Linked DNA regions of Rattus norvegicus: region 2 is linked to region 1. Evidence: chromatin contacts called from public Hi-C data. All regions are on one chromosome and are shown on one strand. Each heading gives the region's core, a stretch centred on a gene start, on an enhancer-like site or on the middle of the called end of the contact. The rest is flanking DNA. Distances are from core to core; before and after follow the strand shown. Region 1 overlaps Synpo (synaptopodin). Region 2 has its middle 24 kb from the start of Synpo.

Region 1 (6,390 bases), core at 2,690-5,189:
GGTTTCCACACCTGGGCCTCGATCCCAGCATTCCGGGTGGAGAAGGAAGGCCTGGGGGCCTGCTTGGCTCGAGGAGACCACGCCCTGGAGGGAGACACGGGGGAGATATCACTGCTGTAGGTGGGGCTCACGGCAGTGGGCTGGAGGCTGTCCTGGACTGGGGCATTGTAGAGGCCTGGGGAGGAGCGGGAAGGCCGAGGAAGCGCAGGAGACGGTGGGAGGCCTGCTCTGGGCAGGTTGGGCACCAGGTCCAGGGAGCTAGGCTTGGCCGGGGAGGCAGCACGAGGTGAGACAGTGCGTGACGAAGCGCGTGACGAGGTGGCACGTGATGAGATCTTGGCAGGTTCCTTGACCGGCGACAGAGCATAGAGTGAAGGCCTCATCTGGTGTGGCTGCTGCTTGGTAGGCTCTGGGCGCAGGACTCCATTCTCTGGCAGATAGCCGTGGTAGAGAGAGGCAGGCGGAGTCCGCGCTGGGCTTAAGGACGCCACTCGGAAGCCCCCAGGGGCATTAGTGGTGTACTTCCAGGATGAAGGCAATGACATAGTAGGTGAAGGGCAGCGAGCCAATTCCGCATGGCCTGACGACTCTATGACGTATTTCTCCATCCGTGACTGGCGGCGGGCATAGAGCTCAGCCCCCTTCCCTGAGGCCTCTGAGAGATTCTGGTTGGGTTTGGGCTTCGGCTTAGCCTGGATACGGGGTGACTTGAGGCAGGAAGCCCATTCAGGGACAGTCTCCTCAGCTGCCGCAGGGCCGGACCTGTCCCGAGCTATTGGCTCCTGCTGGAAGTTGGAGGCCTCAGCTCCCAGGGCAAAGGGCTCGTCTTCCATGCCCACCTCCCCTTGGTCTCTCTGCCTCCGCTTCTCATCAGCTGTCTGCACGAGGTCCAGCAAGTCTGGATTCGGCGTCACCTTAGGCTTCTCCACGAACGTGAACATTGATTTCCGGCTGCCTCGGCGTGCCATAGATTCTTCCAAAATTCCTGTCTTGTTGGCAGGAACTACCTGGCCCTTCAAATGGGGAGGCTTGGGGTCAGAGCTGGGATACAGAGTAGAATAAGAGGGAGGAGACCTAACCTGGGAAGCCACGGGGGCTGTTGACAAAGTCTCCGCATAGGTGGGGGGTGGGGTAAAGTTTCCTAAGGGGCGTCTCTCTACAACCGGGCTTCGCTGCCCAACCAGCCTCCTTTCTACCATGGGACTGCGGGCCATTATGTGCCTCTGTGGCTGGGGACTCCTATCCGCCATACTGCTAGCTGGGGGAGCCCAGGCCTTCTCTCCAAAATGTCGTCTTCCCATCATGGGACTTTGCTCTATCTGGCTGGTAGTCCCTGGCGACTGCATCCCAAATGGCCTGGCGGTCCTGTTGACCACGGATGCAGGCTTGGCTAGTGTGAGATGTACTTCACTATACACCTTAGTGGGCGTGGTGACAGCTGCATGTCCAGACACCTCTTGTTCTGCTGATGCCACTAGGGTGCTAGGCTGCATGCCAATGAGCAGAGAGCTGGACATGAGATCTGCAGCTGGTGGCCCAGAGCTGGAGAGGGGAGTAGCTTCTCTAGAGAAGGGGCTGGCGGCAGATGGTGGAGCGGACACCTTGTCAATCAGGAGAATGCTGGACCTCACTTCCTCTGCTGGCACCGGGCGCTGCCCATCATCAGCGCTTGGAGTGTTGGGTTTGGAATCAAGCGTGCCATTCGGGGAACACTGTGTCTCAGATGAATTTTGTTGGACAGGGGTGATAGTGGCTGGGGGGTTTTGATTGACATCAGCGGTGGGTTGGTTGTGGTGGCTGTTAGAGGCTGCTGTGGTGAGCGTGGCATTGGGAGAGGAGGGGTTCTGGTTGATATCTGCAGCTGGGCTGGGCACTTCCTCCGTTTCAGGAGGGTTTGGTGAGGACTGCTGGGTCTCTCGGTTCTGGGACAGGTGCAGTCCATTAGCTGTCAGCAGGGCTGCATTCTCCTTTAAGTAAACTACCAATGGTACTTCTTCCTCCTCACTGGCAACCTTCTCCAGGTGCCGCAGCAGACTGGCTTCCTCTGAGTACCCCTCCATGATGTGGCCAGGGACCCCTCGGCTGGGGCTTTGGGAGCTGGAGTGCTTTGGAGAGCCTGGCTTCGATGGAGAGGTAGGATTCACACTAAGCCCTGGGGCATGGCCTATGGGGCTGGAAGGATGCCCTGTTTGAAGGGCCTCTTGGCTGAGCTTTGGTGACCTCTGGCCTCGGCTCTCCAAGGTGAACTCGTTCACCCTCTGCCTGCGCCTGTTGAAGAGCTGGACCCCTCGGGAGTTGGAGCTGGGAGGGGTGGTGAGCTGGGCTGCAATCCGCTGGCTCCTCTCCTTGGCCTCCTTCAGATCCTTTTCTGTGAAGCTGGTGCTCCGGCCCAAAGCTGCAGAGAACACAGGCCTGGTTAGCAAACGGACGTACGGACGGACGGACAGTCAGTCACTACGCCCTCCTACATCTCTTTGAAATCTGATCTTTGCTCCGTTTCCTAGAATCAGCGGTCATGAAGATACAAGGGTGAAGCTGATTGGCTGTCCAGAATAGCCTGTCTGTCCCTTTGGACTGCCCTGGAAGGTTGTAACACAGCACTTCTCCAAATGAGTCATGCCTCCAACTACATCTCCCATGGTCCCTCTGGCCACTGACCGCTCTCACCCCCTGAGAGTGTTTTACATCAACTCTGTCTCTCCTCTTTACCTAAGAAGGGGAAGAGGCCGGAAGGCAAGGCTAAGGCCCCATATATGCTAGGAATATCCTCTTCCCCGACAGCACGCCCTCCCCTCAGGGGCCTTCCTGTCTCCTCTCCGATCTCGTCTCTTCTTGCACAGCACTCATTCACCACTGTCCGAAATCAACGAGTTTGCTTATCTCCTGACTGACCATCCATCTCCTCACCTCAAGCACAGCTCCGAAGGCCTCGTCTGACGTGTTTACCTTTCTGACCTCAATTCCAAGAATAGATTCCCTAAAGATTCCCCAGTGTGCAAAGCCCAGGACACCTTACGCATTTCTCTCTTTATACTTTCAAAGTTTGGTCATTTGCTTGATATCATTTTAGAACTGGGCCACTAAGTTGTTTTTTAAGGCCTTTCAAATTTATCATTATTGATGTGGGGAGGCATGTACCATGTTTACACATGTGGAGGTCAGAGGATAATTTTGTCTCGTTCTACCTTTACACGGGTCCTGGGAATCAAACTCAGACACCAGGCTTGCACAGCAAGTACCTTTACCTGTTGAGCCATCTCTCCTGCCCCTAAGACTTCTTTTTCGGAAAACATATTAATATGCAGGCATGGTGATACATGCCTATAATCCCAGCACTTGGGAAAGCAGAGGCAGGAGGATCTTTGCAAGTTCTAGGCCAGCCCGGTCTACATAACATGCTCCAGGACAACCAGGACTAATGTCTCCAAAAAATAAAATGGTTAACACGTTTTAGTTCTAAAAAATAAAAACATGAAAAAGTAGCCGTGTCCCCAACCCTAATTATAACACATCAAATCAAGAGACCACGATCCAGTTTCTCCTACACCCTTCCCCATTTTTTTCCTCTCACTTTTGTTAAGATAATTATTTAAAAATTTGTACATGCTAACATAAGCCAAGTGATACCCTGGGCTAATGTCAACGCTCCCTGTGTTCATTCATCTTGTTCTCCCCAGTGTACTGAGAGGCAGCCACTGGGCAGCTGTGTGAAGAAGTTCAGAGATTCCTGACAGACCCAAGGCCGTACAGCTCCAGGTGGCAAAGGCTGAGTCACTCCATAGCTGTGCTCAAGGTCCTTCTGGGGAAAGAATCGGTGGGACATGGCAAGGACAGAGGTCACTGGTCGGCCTCCTAACAAGTGAGGTAATCATTTCTTTCTGCCCACAGTGCCCAGCTGGCACGCACTCCGGCTGCCATGCTGTTGAACAATGAATAAACAAATAGTCGCCTGAACAGATGAGTCACAGGCAGCTGGAGGGATCAGCCTATGACCAGGGTCACAGCTTACCCAGTGGCTGAGAAAACCCCTCCCCCACTGTGGGAAACTAATTAGCTCTTGAGGAATCTGACCCTGCCCTCTCTCCTAACTCACCCTAATTAGCCCTGGCCCTGACAGGCTGATGGGTCTCCAGGGACAGTCTTTCTAGGCATCTTGCCAGCCTGGCTCTGAGTTCGTGGACTCTGAGAGATGGGAGTGCCTCGATAGAGGAGATTGGTAGTTCACCATTATCCCATTTTATAGATAGGGAAACTGAGATCCAGAGAGTATCCCAGGGCAAAGTCGACTGGCCCCCATGCTGGGGTCAGCAGGTACAATCCTTGCTTCGTGGCTTTCTGGCTCTATCCTCCAGTCTACTACTCCTGTAGCTTCCCCCTCATGCCACAACGACAGCACATAGCCTACCCCACCTGTACCCCAACACCTGGTGGTATTCCTCTTCTGCCCCAGTTACCCCCTCTGTAAAACATAAAGGCTTTAGCCAGACCACTCCCCTGGGACAGCTGAAGATGAGGTTTCCAGGCACACAGGAAAGTCTTTAGGAAAGGTTTGGACCATGCAGTGACCGTCTCCCTCCTCTGTTCTGCTTTAAAACAGGTCTCCTGGCCCAAAGCCAAGTTCTCCGGCTGGGTTATCCCTAGGGCTCTGGCAAACTCTTATCCTCTCTCAGAGTCATGGGCTCTGAAAGGTTTGGGGGCCTCCATGAGGTCATACGTACAAGGGATCTGACATCATCAAGTCTAGGGCAAAGGGCAAAGAAGGCTCATGCTACCCCAGGAACAGCAGGCCCCTGTGACCCGACTCTGCTCATGAGGACAGACATTTCCCAATCCTTATCCTGCAAAGCACATTTCATTCACAGCACAGATCAGGATCCTGAAAGCCTCACATCAGGGGACTCTGGAGACATGGAGAAGCACCACAGAGTCTCAGCAGCTTGGAGGTGGTTGTCATGGTACAATTCTCCACTCGATTCTTGCATCCCTAAAGCCAACACCCCTACATGTGCAAAACTTATTGACACACCCATGTGGCATGGACTCGTGACTTAGTGTGTTTCTGCTCTACCCCCAACCCCGGCCACACCAGCGAACAGCTTCTCCTTGCAACCTGACAGTCCTGCAGAGATTCACGGGGGCAACCCCATCATGTGTGACCCAGGACACGGGGCCCACCAATGTTCCTTCTGACACACTTGTAGCAATTTGCAGCTAGCACTGATTAAGTGCATGCTACCTGCGCCCCCCTCTCACTGTGACCCTATAGGGCACAACCTGCTATTGTGCACTTGGTGTTGATGGGAAAAACCAAAGGCCAGAACAGGAAGGTGAGCTATCCAACAGTACAGAGTTACCTTTGCAGAGAGCTAGGTAACTGGCTAGCAGGATCCCACAGGGTAAGGCAGATAGAAAGTGATCTGGTGTTTGAACGTCCAGCTACTCCATGTCCTTGCACATTGCTGCTTCCTCCTTACTTTCCTGCTTCAGGGCCAGTCCTGTGTGCCCGACCCGCATGCCTCACATATACACACTACTCCTCAACCCTCTGGCTTCCAATGGCAGTATGAAAGACCCTTGGGGAGAAGCCAGCTTGGGAAGCTCAGGAAAAACAAGGGTCACAAAGAGGAGATGGCCCAGGATCTAGACTGCTGACCTCCGGCCAGGCTAGTCATAGTCTGAATTGCTCTAGATGACCCTCCCCTCCTATGAGATCAGAGCTGCCCCTAAGCTCCAAGAAGAATGGCAGAAAGGGCCTGGGGCGGGGGTGTTAGCCTCCCTTCTAGTGGAGTCCTGAACCCTGGGCCAGCTGCAGTGCACATAAAAGAAATTCAACAAGAGGTTTGGAGTCAACCCAGCCAACTACTAGCATGGCAATTTTTGGTCACCCTACACAATCATGGGGGTAGGATAGAACAGGACTTGACCAACCAAAGGTACCCCAGGGTCCCTTGTCACAGGCAACAGGGGATGTTCCAACTGAAGTCTCCTAAGGCAATGTCACCCCTGCCAATAGCAAACTTGTCTAAGATTGTGCATCTTGGTTTCAGAGAGATCAGAGGTGAGCCAGGGCCACAGGAACCAGCAGTCCTCACTGCCTGGCTGCCCTTGCAGTAGTTGGTGCCCTTTTTCCTAGCCTAGATCACTGAAGGCCTATATAGAGCTCTAGAGAACAGCCCTGAATACAGGCCTTCAAAGAAGGATGGAGCGTAGACAAAGAGAAGAGAGCTACCTGGGGACAGGTAGGACGGGGTAGATCCGGAGTGGAGGAGAGGCTTAAAGACAGAACATTGCCCCAGGGCGGTAGGGATGCTAGGGTACAGGCCCTACATGGCCCCCAAATGCTTATCAGATTTGGATTTTATTTTCATCCACAAGGCAATCCCAAATGAT
Region 2 (6,078 bases), core at 2,529-5,028, 42 kb after region 1:
AGAGTGCTAATCCTATGCCTCTGTCACTGACCACCTTAACAGAAGCAGGTCTGTTCTCCGAATGAGGACATTTCTTAGGGGGAAAGCTGGTCTTGCAGTCTTGCAGCTCACGCCCTCCCCACTGAACGGAGCCTCAGTCAGGCTGATCCCCATGACTCCCGGGGCAGTCCAGGGCAGATCTATTTGGCCTTGGCAGTTGAGTAGCACGGCATTGACTATTCAGCAAGCCTCACAGGGCCACTGAAGGCCTGTTAGATGTGCTGAGCATGCCATAAACAGGAACGGTGCCCCTGACCCTGGACAGATGCTTCCTCAGAGTTTGAAATAGCTACCACCAGCCGAAAAGAAACCTGGGTCTGCAGAATGTCCACGGCTCTACATGTGCTTGAGGGAGCCAGCCACACTCTGCGAGGAGGCATACTCCTAGCGGGGTAAGAACATTTAAGTGGGTTGCTGCCCCATCACAGGGCACTCCGTTCAACCAAAGCCAATGATTCCTTGGGTTAGAGGACAGAAAGGGGCTCGTTCTAGGTCACACACACACATCAGTGGTAAGTTTATAATGAAGCCAGCCTTCAGCTCCTTCTTCTACCTGATGCCTCCTCAAGAAGAGTTTGTGAACTCCTCCCTACCCGAGGATGTTCTCCACCATTGTGTGCCAAAGGTCAGCGTCCTCAGCTCAGTGTGGGACAAGAAAGAATGGCCCCAGAAGTTGCTGTTCTACAACAGAGCAGAATAGGGCTTTCCTAAGTGCTAATGGTGGGGAAGTACCCAGCGAAACTCTACGTATGAGCTATGACCAATCTATGATAGCAGCCACAGTGAACTCATGGAGGAGGGGTATATCAGGGGCTCAGCATGGAGACGTGACTAGAATGATGCTAAGTCTCCCCCTACAAACACTGCAAGTCCCCCCAGCACTATGCACCTGGGGCCAGCCTTGGCTCAGCACATAAATCACAGCTAAGAGGTTAGGAGCTAGGGCTGAATGGCAGGAAAGGCAGGAGCCAAGGTAGCCTTGGACAGCTCCACCCGACCCAATCAGCCATTCAAAGGTCTAAGACTGAGACCAGAGGAAGCTCTTGAAATGCCACACAGAGGACATTCTTTTTCCCAAGGCCCCTGCCTTTGACCTTGAACACCAAACCCACCTGAGAACAAGATGGTCTTTTCCCCTCTGCCCCTGCTGGCTCTTGCTCTCCAAGCTGCACACACACACACACACACACACACACACACACACACACACACACACACTGGGTAGCAACTGGTCTTTCTGCTCTCAACTCATGGAATTGACATGCTGTTCGTTTGTGGGACCTAAAAGTCCCACAGCAGGTCACATCTGGTTCTCAACAGCTTTTATATGTGTAAGACAGGTCTCACATATCCCAAACTGGCCTCAAATAATAGATATCAGAGGATGACCAACTCCTGGCTATCGGAATTACAGGCATACACCACCACTCCTGGCTTACGCAAGATCAAACCCAGGGCTGTATACAAGTCGACAAGCAGTCTACTAACTGAGCCACATACTCTGCCCAAGAACGCAACACTCTTGAGAGCGGTTTCAATGCTAAGAGCATAAAAAGAGCCAAAGCACAGGACCTCAAGGAGTTTCTACCGAGTCCCAGTTTTCATTCATTTTTACAAGAGTAAATTTCCTCACAGCTTTGAGACGCTGTTTTACACTTTTTCCCCAGCATAAGTAAGATTAACAAACAGTCCTTGTTAAGAGGGGAAGTGGCAGTCCACAGGGCACTGTGACATGAGCTACCAATGGTATGTATGCTGGGCTTTGGAAGCACCGCCCTGGCCCAACCAGGACATTAGAGGCGAGAAGACGGAGACCAGGTGCTGGGCGGGGCCCTGTGCAGGAGAGCCTGGCAGGGCCTCCACCTGAATAGGAAGCAAGTTCCCCTCCAAGGCTCATTCTTCAGGGACAAACGTTCTTGGACTCGGGTTACTTGGCCCTCAAAAAAGTTTCTACTGACCAAAGAATGGAGCAGGGAGGCTCTCTGTCTTTCCTCAAGCCCAAGCCTTCACCCCTGTCAACCCATGCCTTCTGTCTGGGTCTAGACAGGCCCAACCCCCGTCCTCTTGGTAGCCATGAACATGCCATCTCAAGACTCACAATTAATTTCCTTACTTTCCAGGGCAATGGTGGCAAGGCCAAGTTCCTAAAGGTGAAGGATTGCTATGAAGGACAGAACAGATGGCAAAAGGCGGCCGCTGTTACCCTCCCTGTCTTCTGCTGGAGAATGGGCAGAGGTCCTACAAGCAATAGCATACTGATTGTGGCTTCAGAAGACATAGTGGGCAGTGGGCAGAAAGGAGCCTCCTATAGTGAGGACCCCCCACTGGGCCGGGAGAGAGGCTGTGTGAGCCCTGGGAGTCAATACACTTCTACTTAGAGATGGGCACACTTCCATTCATGCATGCAAGAACACGAACACACACACACACACACACACACACACACACACACACACACACAGACAGACAGAACCTTGGCATCTTCTTGTACTCTGATGAGCCTCAACACACACACACACACACACACACACAGAGAGAGAGAGAGAGAGAGAGAGAGAGAGAGAGAGAGAGAGAGAGAGAGCCTTCCTGCAGAGCCCTTAACCTGCCCTGGAGCATACCGCACGCCAACCTACACCTTTTCTTTCTCCCAGTCCCAAGCCTCAGGCTAGGCTTGTGTCCTTGTCCCGCTGCCTGGGAGGCACATGTGGTTTCAGTTAGCAGCAGAGCGGGCATTTCCGTCCCAGACAGTGGGACCCTGCCAGGGCCCCAGCTTCATAGGAGCCCACGAGAAGGGCCACCTCAGCTCCCACTCCTCACTGGACATCCCTGGGACATTTCTCCTCCGGAAAACTCTGCAGTCCTTTCCCACTGGCACCCCCTCACCTGGAGCTGGACTCTGCACACACTGGAGAGGAAGTCGGCGGTGCCCGGTCTCTGTCCACGGCAGCTCGCTGCCCACCGCCTGCCCGCCTGCCTCCTCTCTCTGCTGTCTCTAGCAGGCTGAACGGGATGGGAGGAGGGCAGGGTGTCAGGGGGCGGGCAGGAGGGAGGGGAGGGGGCGTGTGGAAATGAAACTTTAATAACAGAGCCCCTTTTGTTTCGGAGCATATGGGATATTTCATACATACTGAAGACATTAGCCGTCTATATTTTTAAGGGCTCAGGCGAAAAGGATGAATAAATACAGCCCATGTTCTACTCAACAAACACACACATGCAGCCTGCTGGCTTCTGGAGCACTTCAAACCCCAGAGAAATGGCCCCAGTGACACCAGACACTTCAGAATAAACATGTTTCCAAGCCTTTGGGCTTGGCTGGCCCCCACTTGGAGCCACCTGAGGCCTTGGGGCTCCATTTCCCCTGCACCACCTACCCTTGTACCTCCACATCTTCAGCTCTATAGAGAGAGGCGAGTCCCTGGAACCCAGTCCCATACTATCCCCTTTCTCAGGACCCCCAGCCCCCAGCCAGATCTCAAGTATCAGAGTTCCAAAACAACTTGGAAATCTCTGCCTTCCTCACTGTACAAACCGGGGCCAAGGCCCAGAAATAGGCAGGGACTTGCCTGAGGTCACACAGCAAACACATCAGGATCCTGAGCCAAGGGACAGTTCTGCTTCCTTCAACAGACGGTGCCCTATTTCCTCACCTCAAGGGTAAAGGTGGGGAGACCTCAGGACCAGGAGGCAGGGCCAGCATGTGGGCTGGGAGCATGCCCGCCTCTTTTTCCCACTGGAACGTTGCTTTGAGCACACACACACCCCCCATTCTGGGCATCTATCCAAGGACACCGTCGTCACGATAGGAACAGGGCCCGCCCCAGGAAATCCCCTTTAGGCCGGCAGATCCCAACAGGCCTGGAGGCCTCAGGTGCAAGAAAGTTCCCCTCTATGGCCGTTCAGCTCCCACTCCTCAGGTGCTTTCTTTCTGTCCTCCAGGAAGAGAAATGGGCCCAGAGAGGGCCCGACCTTAGAGAAGGCAGTGGGAGGCCAGAAAACAGACGCTTGCCCTCTGGAGCCTGTGTTTGCTGCGTGACTGTGTGACTGAACAGGCCTTCAGTTCCCTTCAGGCAAACCCTCGCATGGCATCACGCAGTGGTGCCACAGGGCTCAGTCACCTCCATTCCTGTTGGAGCTTAGTCTCTTCTTGCCAGCCGTCTGCTCGTCCCTTTGTCTAACTAAGTAGCACAGGGCATGACACCAAGAGTCCACGATGAACATGCGTGACTATGATAGGTTGCCTGAATCCCTGCCATGAGCTCCAGCCATTTCTAAGCCTTTGTAGCAGCCATGCATACATGGTACAGATGTCTCAGCCTCCATCTGCTCCGAGACCCTTCAAAGATATACTTTGCAGTACAGTGTACCACCCATCTCTGTTGGTAGTCACTGGCCTCAGGGTGCTCCTTCCCTGGGTCACATGGGTGAATGGTACAAGCCTGGACCTCCAGTCAGGGACTCCTGACTCCAGACCTGGCTACTGTGACCCAAATGTCACTCATACATCGCTTGCCCTCAACCCTGGTCCTGAGACTGCAGAACCACCACCATGCCACTTCATTTAATGAAGCCTGTTGTGGGCCTACCCTGCCTGTTGTTAGGCAGCACCCCTAAAGCTAGCTGTGATAAAGGACATTGGCCTGAATGCACGAGATCTGACTTTTTAGCCTCCATCCTACCATCAGTGACCTGCAAGAGTCCCTCTAAGGACATGTCCCCGTGCCCCATGAACAAAGTAGACAGAATCATCTCTCTGAGTGACAAAGGACGTGAGAGGACTTTCACCTACATGGTGATACCCTTCTCTGGAATTTCATGCTGTGTCTGGATCCCGACATTAAGTTCTATCTGGGTTCCAACAAGCCCTAACTAGTCTCCTTGCCCTTGGGTGGTCCTCAATGTAACCTTCACCCATCTCAGAGTCAGTCTGCTGGAACACCCCTTCCATTCCGACCCCCCAACAATGCATAGGCAGCACCTCCCTTCACCCCAGATGAATGGCTATACTGGGGGAGGGACATTTAAGATCCCACTTCAGTTCCCTTTCTCTGACACTCAGACTTTCCACTCAAGTTGGGTGTCCCTTTGGTCTCCAGGAAGCCAGCCATTCCACTGTCCCTTCCCACTTCTGTTGACAGCTTTCTGGTGAGAGGGGTCCATGAGCTCTGGGCACAGGCACAGAACTCTGTCGGTGAAGCTCAGAGACGTTTTGAAAGAGGCTTCTTGTGAGTTCTGGGCTGGGTTCTGCATTAGGACATTTTCTAGGTGAGGAGCAATTGTCTTGATTATAGTCATTTCAGACAATGATAACAATCCTGCCATGAGCAGAGCACAGACTGCTGGCGCTGTGGGAAGTGTTCTGTGAGCACTGTCCCTTTCCTGACAATTTTTTGAAGTTGGGAGGAGACTAAGCTGTAAGCCAACTGGCCCCAGCTTGTCCCTTTCAGAGCAGGTGTACATGAGGGGCCACAATCTTCAGCATTTGCTTCTCACTAATACATCACCTGACTCGAGGGCCGGCTGCCTCCGGGTCCTCTGACTTTTGAGCCCCTCGGGGAGGAAGGTGTGGCCTCGGATTTTTCTTTCTCTAAGGCAGCAGAACTGAGGACAGGGCTTTACTCCCAATTTAGCTCTCCACTCCACTGATCTGGGGAAGGTCCTCAGAGACAATGGACAGAGAGCAGTCAGTGCAGCCCATGTGGAACTCATGTCTGTGGCCGAAAGTCACAGATGTGACAGCACTAAGCATAGGTGATCTTACCTGCTGTTTCTCATCCAAGCCGGTTCATCTTTCCTTAGGCAACCTGGTGGGCCCTCGCTAGGATGTCTAACTTTGTGGGGCACCAGATTCTCATAGTGCACCATGCCCAGAATACTTAAGCTCAGGTCATGTTGGGTGTGTTGGTCCAGGTAGAGAAAGAGGCCAAAAAGGCTCCTGAGAATGAAGATCTCGAGTAGTAACTGAGTGACAGGAAGTTCCAGAGCCTAGAGACTCCACTAGATCAACTTGGTGAAAGCCACGGGAAAACAACAGGTGTT

The links. A called contact is a pair of places that touch in the nucleus more often than the background predicts.
Region 2: a contact with region 1 is called in a Hi-C map of liver, with 1.6 times the contacts expected there. The contact joins two enhancer-like sites. A contact is called at or near these places in 7 of 12 Hi-C or Micro-C datasets (Schwann cells, hepatocytes, kidney and 3 more).

Annotation. Positions count from the first base shown.
Region 1 is chr18:56,326,457-56,332,846 of GRCr8, forward strand. Synpo (synaptopodin) reads right to left here. Exons shown (of 2, transcript NM_021695.2): 2 at 1-2,395. The coding sequence starts at 2,060. Among named protein-coding and RNA genes, the nearest start is that of Myoz3, 13 kb to the left of the region's middle. Within about 2 kb of position 3,940, at least 56 of the 93 cell types and tissues checked have an H3K27ac peak or open chromatin away from gene starts, as enhancers often do. A contact at or near this core is called in hepatocytes and liver, where this site is marked.
Region 2 is chr18:56,368,798-56,374,875 of GRCr8, forward strand. No RefSeq gene overlaps it. Among named protein-coding and RNA genes, the nearest start is that of Synpo, 24 kb to the left of the region's middle. Within about 2 kb of position 3,779, at least 17 of the 93 cell types and tissues checked have an H3K27ac peak or open chromatin away from gene starts, as enhancers often do. A contact at or near this core is called in hepatocytes and liver, where this site is marked.